Regions from separate parts of the Mus musculus genome. Here region 2 is linked to region 1. A link is a contact called in public HiChIP or PLAC-seq data. All regions are on one chromosome and are shown on one strand. The core of a region is the stretch at or near the end of the contact, and the rest is flanking DNA. Distances in the headings are between cores, read along the strand shown.

What was found. HiChIP or PLAC-seq counts read pairs in DNA pulled down with a chosen protein or histone mark.
Region 2: a contact with region 1 is called in an H3K27ac HiChIP or PLAC-seq map of microglia, with 6 times the contacts expected there. The contact joins two enhancer-like sites. A contact is called at or near these places in 2 of 484 Hi-C or Micro-C datasets (beige adipocytes and myocytes), 2 of 115 datasets of contacts at active chromatin or transcription factors (embryonic stem cells and microglia) and 1 of 9 other capture datasets (embryonic stem cells).

What each region holds. Positions count from the first base shown.
Region 1 is chr3:21,482,931-21,486,207 of GRCm38.p6, forward strand. The region is part of intron 1 of Gm31610 (a long non-coding RNA gene); the gene reads right to left. Among named protein-coding and RNA genes, the nearest start is that of Gm31610, 5.1 kb to the right of the region's middle. Within about 2 kb of position 1,266, at least 10 of the 459 cell types and tissues checked have an H3K27ac peak or open chromatin away from gene starts, as enhancers often do. A contact at or near this core is called in microglia, where this site is marked.
Region 2 is chr3:22,149,829-22,153,122 of GRCm38.p6, forward strand. All of the region lies in intron 2 of Tbl1xr1 (transducin (beta)-like 1X-linked receptor 1), which reads left to right. Among named protein-coding and RNA genes, the nearest start is that of Tbl1xr1, 75 kb to the left of the region's middle. Within about 2 kb of position 1,518, at least 45 of the 459 cell types and tissues checked have an H3K27ac peak or open chromatin away from gene starts, as enhancers often do. A contact at or near this core is called in microglia, where this site is marked.

The DNA.
Region 1 (3,277 bases), core at 16-2,515:
AACGAAAGTCAGGCTGAAGCCCTGTTTTGGGCAAGGAACAGCCATTAGTGATGATAGAAAACAACCAAGAAAACCACTCACTGTACTGATGATCCTGGATCCTCTTTGCCCACCCAGTGGTGAGGCACCAAGCACCTCAGAACAGGGTCTTGCTGATAATGAGAAAGGGTGGACAGATCTATGAGAACACTCTTTGTTGTTGTGGAGAGCAAATACACCCAACTGACCTGAACAAAGGCCACAGTTTCCTTTCACAAATACTAAATCATGTTCCTGTGATAACTATTTTTCTCTTTAAAACTCTCAGGAATGAAGGTGATCCTGTGAACTTGCTGATCCACTGCCATCCTCAGCTCAGCCCTTTTATCTTTGAGTCTCCATCGTATCCACAGAGGAACGGTGGCACAGTTAATTAGATGAGAAGTTAATTAGAATCTAGGTCTTCCACTATTTCTCCCTTCCTTCGGCAGTTCCTCCAATTCCTGAAAGTTCTGCTTAAAGGGAAGGTTTACCCCCTGGAGGCTTACTGCGGCAACACATGCCTAGCTGCCTGCACCTACCCTTCAAGGGGGATGGGGGTCATTAAAGGTAGCTGAACATTGAAAATAAAAATGTTTACATTCGGACTTTATCCCATGTACCTCATTGGGCAAGTACCACGTGACTTCATCTACCAGAGTTTGTAGATTGGGAATTACTGGGGCTTAAGGACAGATGTTAGTTGTGTCTTGTCCACTCATCTCTCAGTGGTACAGTCTATCACTTCAGGTGAAAAGGAAAAGAATAGAGGGTGAGTTAGACAATGAGTGCTGAACAAGGCCCTTCAGAGAAGAGTATGATTTGTCACACCCTTGAGACTAAAGCCATGCCAGGGGTAAATGGATGGGAGGCAGGATTGCTATATTTTAGGAACACTCAGGGTAATGTTTCCAGTAGGGCTCTGATTATGTATGTCTTGTACAATACAATGAAATGAAGATAATTTCTGAAATCTTCATTTTTCCAGTTGGAGTTCTTGGAACTGCAGATCCGTCATCTGTAGAAGGAATCTAACACACATCTCTTCTGATATTTGTAAGGACAGAAAAGACCACTGTTAAAAACCACACTCATGGTCCATGTCTATAGCTATGAGGACAAATAAAGTGAAAACGCAGAAGACTGTAAGGATGTTCCACAGTGCTCCACTTTTCAGGCCAGTGTCTGAAAGAGAGGACAGAAGTTGCCACCAAGCTCAGCTGCCAGATAGCCAGACTCATTTGCTGGCTCTTCTGGAAGTGAAACTTCAGTCTGGCACCTGACAAAATGAGTCAGTTTGCATGAAGAGGAACATCTATTATTGGTATCTTCAACACCATTAAAAGAGTGGGCCACCCAGCCAACTGGAGACCATTCAGCACTAACTGAGTTCTTGGAACAAGAACATGGCTTTTGCAAAATTTCAACCTGTTTAAAATAGATAGGCTCAGAGGTCGGCTGAAAACATGTCTTGAGTCTGTGCTTGTTTGTGTCTATTCTAAGGCAACTCAGGGACAATTGTCCCAAACAATTTTTTGAAATAAATAGCACTAAGTTCAGGCACTGTTTTTCTTTGGACAAGGATGGCATCCTTCAACAGTATTTCTATTTTCACAGGGCTTCCCAGTCTGCGGTGAGAGAAGGCTGGGATCATGGAACAATGCAGGACTTATCTAGGGTAATGAGGAGCTGGGCCGTGGCTCATGTGTGTAATGGCAACATTTGAGGGGCTGAAGGACTTAAGACCACCTTGAACTTAAGGCCAGCTTCTTAGGGAGTTCAAGGGCAACCTGGGCTACATAGTAAGTTTCAGGCCAACCTGAGCTATAGAGTTAAAACAAATCCAAAGCTTCCTTCAGTGAAGGAAGCAGAAATTGGAGAATGAAGAGGACTTCATCCACATTTCAGATCTGGAGGCTAATTTAGTCTGAAACGCCTCTTATCAAGTAAAACAATAAATGGTGAAACAAATACATAGTCCTTAAAGCCACTAAAAAGTTACAAGTGTCCTCCAAAGGAGGTTTTTATGGAGTTTTTTTAGGACTTGTTATCTCTGACCCCCAGGAGGTCCTACCACCTGCTGTCTCTACTGAAACAAGCTAGAGGAGAGCCAGTTACATAAAAGACAGGGTGGAGGCTGCAAGCACCAGAGGCATTGAGGGTTCATGAGATGCAAGATTCTCCAAGAGGATTCTTTTCTGTGCTAGGAGTTGTTTGTTCTCCACAGATCTCAGAAGGATTTGTAGGGCAGACTTCCCCCAGCTTCACCCACAAGTTTTATAAGTTGGAAGCTGAGGGATGTAGAGGTGAAAAGGGAGAAGGCCCTGAATATCATTCCCAGAAACTCAGCAACAGAAGAGGAGATGGGCTCCTCAAGGGTTGGCTTACAGTACATGCCAGAGTCCAAGTAAGAAAGGCTTACTCCTCCATGGTAAGACACGGCTCTCTTTATCAATTTACTTTCACATCTTGCTCTAATTTTAAGCTGTTTGCTAGGGCCTAGTTTCTTTTTTTGTCATAGTTTTTGGTTTTTTTTTTTTTGAGACAGGGTCTCACTGTGTAGCTCTAGTTTTCCTGGAACTCACTGTGTAGACCAGGCTGATTTCAAACTCAGAGATTTGCCTACCTCTGTCTCCCAAGTGCTAAGATGAAAGATATGCACCATCAGGCCCAAAGTAGATCTAGTTTCTTAAACTGTGAGTCACAACCCCATGTAGAGCCATGTAATTCAATGCAGAGGGATCACAAAGAATTTGAGATATGTGAAGGATCTGTAATCACACTACCAGAAGTTAGTTCAAAATCAACTGTGTTCAAACTTCCAGGTGTGTCTGCCAGTGTCACCCATGCAATGTCCTGTGACTTCACTTAAGCCTTGGTTCTGGGCACACAAGGTGCTCACCTCACAGGATGCCCAACACAACACACAACAACAGTGAAAGTTGCCCAAATCCCATGGTTCAGACTAGCCGCTGTTGTGTACTGTTCACTTGAAGCCAATTGTATCTGCCATTCCAGAAAACAAGACCATTAATATTTTCTCACTGTTGGCTTTCAAATAAACATATCACTATATTGAACTGTATTAGATTGTTTGGCTTTAAAAACTGCTGTTTGAGTTGCTGACAAGAGTTTCACAAAAAGAAAAACAAACAAACAAATGAAACAGAGAAAGGTTTTCCTATAAATTTTGGTTTGATTCCCAGCAATGCCTAAAACACCCTTAAAACATGTAACATTTTGACTGTAAAATCAAAAG
Region 2 (3,294 bases), core at 268-2,767, 670 kb after region 1:
ATAAATCTCAGCTGTTATGTAATAATCACCACATTTCCTATTTGGTGACTTGTGGTAATTCAATAGTAGTGTTGTATTAAATTCCCAAGATTTATTTGTGCTATAGGTTAAGTGGTTTCACAAACTAAAATTCAGAATGATTTTATCCTACTTTAATATTGTATGTTTGGGGTGCCTTTGCTCCCTGTCTTAGAATTTTTTTCAATTAAAAATTTATTTGACAATCTGTGTGACATCTGTTTCATTTTCTTCTTCTAACCCCCTCCCCCCTCACTCCCTCTGGAATAATCCTTCTCTCTAGCATATGAATGTACCACCTGGACCCCCTATTTTTCTTCTTTTTGAGATTGGGTCTCCCTGTTAGCTTAGGTTGCGGTAGATTCAGAGAGATCGGCCTGCCTCTGCCTCCTGAGTGCTGGGCATGAAGGCGTGTGTGCACCGATGCATTCACCATAGGCTTAATCATGGTTTATTTTGGTGAATGGGTGTAGGATTATTTGCTGGAGTTGAGGCAGCTTTCGAGTGGCTACACTTCTGAAGAGAAAGGACATCCCACCCCCAGCAGCCATTACCAGCCACTGGAGCCTTTTAACTGTATTCCTCCTATTTGGCTGTTGTGTGTTTGGGGATAAATAAATAGTAGAGTGAACGGCAGTCCTCCATACCCCACATTTATAATTGCTGAGGTTTATTACTTGTGCTACATCAACAATGATCTGAAGATATTAAATAGAAAATCACAGAAATAAACTAGTGACTTTTCAGCCGAGCACTGCTGGGAAGAGTGTGTAAACTTGTCTTGCCCTGGGCATGAAGCCTCCTTCCCCAGGGACTCGCTTTTCCTGTCCGCTTGTCACTCATCTATCAGGGTACCTGCATGCCAGTCCTTTCTAGTATAAGGAAGAGACTATTTCCCGGTTTCCTCTGAAACTTTCATGTGCAGGTGTTTGGTGAGAGGGCCTGGTCCTAGTGAGCACTGTTGATATAAACACTGGGGATTGGTGACCCCTTTGCCACCTTCTCTGGACCATACATGGAGCTTATATTGCTTTACTTCTTAAAATACACTTCACATGACTGGAACTGGCAGTTTTCCTGTGCAAGTTATTTTGTATTTTTCTCTGGAATTCATTGGTGACCATGTCATGTGATGATTTTTACTCTTTTGCTTCAAACATGTATTAGAGAGGAAAGCTATAGCTCCTTCTGCCACCCACAGCCCCTCTTACAGATGTTCTTTCTGATAAGTTCTGCCCTGATGTGCCCTGCTGCCTGATTAGTGTGGCCATTGACACATCAGTTTTATTCCTAAATATTTCACTATTAGAAGTTGCATACTCCTACATAATTGCAATATCATTCTTCTGCTTTAAACTGGCATTAACTTTTTCATGTGAGAAGGAATATAAGTACATATTGCATTCACATTTGAAACCACAAACCAGGTGCTGTCTTCACTGTTGTTAATGCAGCAGTGGTTGAGCGTTTAGAAGTCTGTCTAGACCTGCACCGCTGTCATTTCCTTTTCTCTGGGTATAGGTTAGGTCCTTTCTGGAAACAGCGTTCTAACAATACTTGTCTCGCCTGATTGTCCTCTTCTAGTTTCTATATATGGTGTCTGGAAGTCCATCCATGTTGAAGCCAAAGCACGATTTCCTCTATCTTATTTGCCTTGTCTGTTTTTTGAGACAGGGTCTCATTTAGCCTGGCTAGCCTGGTGCTTGATATGTAGACCAGGCAGGCCTGGAACGCACCAAGATCCATCCACCTGTCTTGTCTCCTCTTCAGTGATGGTAATAAAGATGTGCACCATAACGCCTATGCTGTTCCCTGCTTATTTTCAGAGGCTGAAGAACACACCATCTTATGCATGTTTTTCTTTGATTAGTGTCTTGCTTTGTGGGCATTTGGATTGCTTCTGTTTTGGTTAATTCATGGTAGAGTTATGTGAGATTTTGATTTCAGATTTTAAGAAGTTCTTTTTGGATTTCTGAGCAGGCTTTTTGTAGCAAGCAGGTGTTTTTGTTTATCTTTTCTGACAATTTCCATACTGTGATCCAAATGTTGGTTATCTCATAGGTATGAGATGTTGACATTTTTTAATAGCTTTTAAGTTTCTTGAAAATTCTTATGTTTTTTTATAGAATGGCAACAAGATGACTAGTTACTGTGCACAGTTTACTTAATTATCCCTCTCTAACTGTCTGTAGAGTTTCCCCTACTCAACTTTGTTAATTGTATCTTTTTAGGGAAACGCTCATCTTTTCCTTGTATTTTCTGTAAATCAACAGTTAGGTCCAAGGGTTTGATCTAATCTTGGTCTCACCCCTCATTATGTAGATAGAAGCCTAGAAAGGCTTTACCAGTCCTTCACTACTAGTAGTACTTCACTAGTACATCCCTGAAGAAGCATCTAACAGTTGAGAATGCTCATTGCTGATCATGGCCTAGATGCCAAATTCATTATTCTATGAGTGTGCACAAACATTAATGTTTCTATAAAGAAAGCCTCTTGTGTCCTGACTTATACAGGAGAGGCATGCATGTTTTGTTTTGCTTTGTTTTTTCTTTCTTTACTGGTTTTTAAATACTGACTTGTTCCCCAGGTTTCTAGAAGGTAGGATTTGTTTCAGTGCTACTGCTTTGTGGTTTTATTATTACTGATGTCAATCAGATTTTCATGGCTAAGGGAGCCTTTTCAAGCTGATGTTGCAGTCTTTGAAATGATGTGAATAGACATTCATATTCTGTCTTTGTTTTTTTTTTGTTTTTTGGTTCTTTTTTGAGACAGGGTTTTCTCTGTGTAGCCCTGGCTGTCCTGGAACTCACTCTGTAGACCAGGCTGGCCTCGAACTCAGAAACCCGCCTGCCTCTGCCTCCCAAGTGCTTAGTTTAAAGCCACCACTGTGGCGCACACCTTTAATCCCAGGAGGCAGAGGCAGGCGGGTTTCTGAGTTCAAGGCCAGCCTGGTCTATAAAGTGAGTTCCAGGACAGTCAGGACTACACAGAAAAATCCTGTCTCAAAAAAACAAAACAAAACAAAACAAACAAACAAAAAACCCCCCAGTTTTAATGTCCTTCATCTTTCTGCATGTCCCTGGTCCCCACGTCAGTCCTGTTTGCTTTCAGTACAAAGCAGAAGTGAAGCCACAGTATTGGGTTCAGGAAGTGGTTGATTCTGGGGCAGCAATGTAAGTGTGTGATACAGTGTTTCTGATACAAACTTAGCATTTTATTTTTAAAATACAACTCCTTTGCCAGTATTTTCATGATGAAAAAAAAACCTGTTAGTG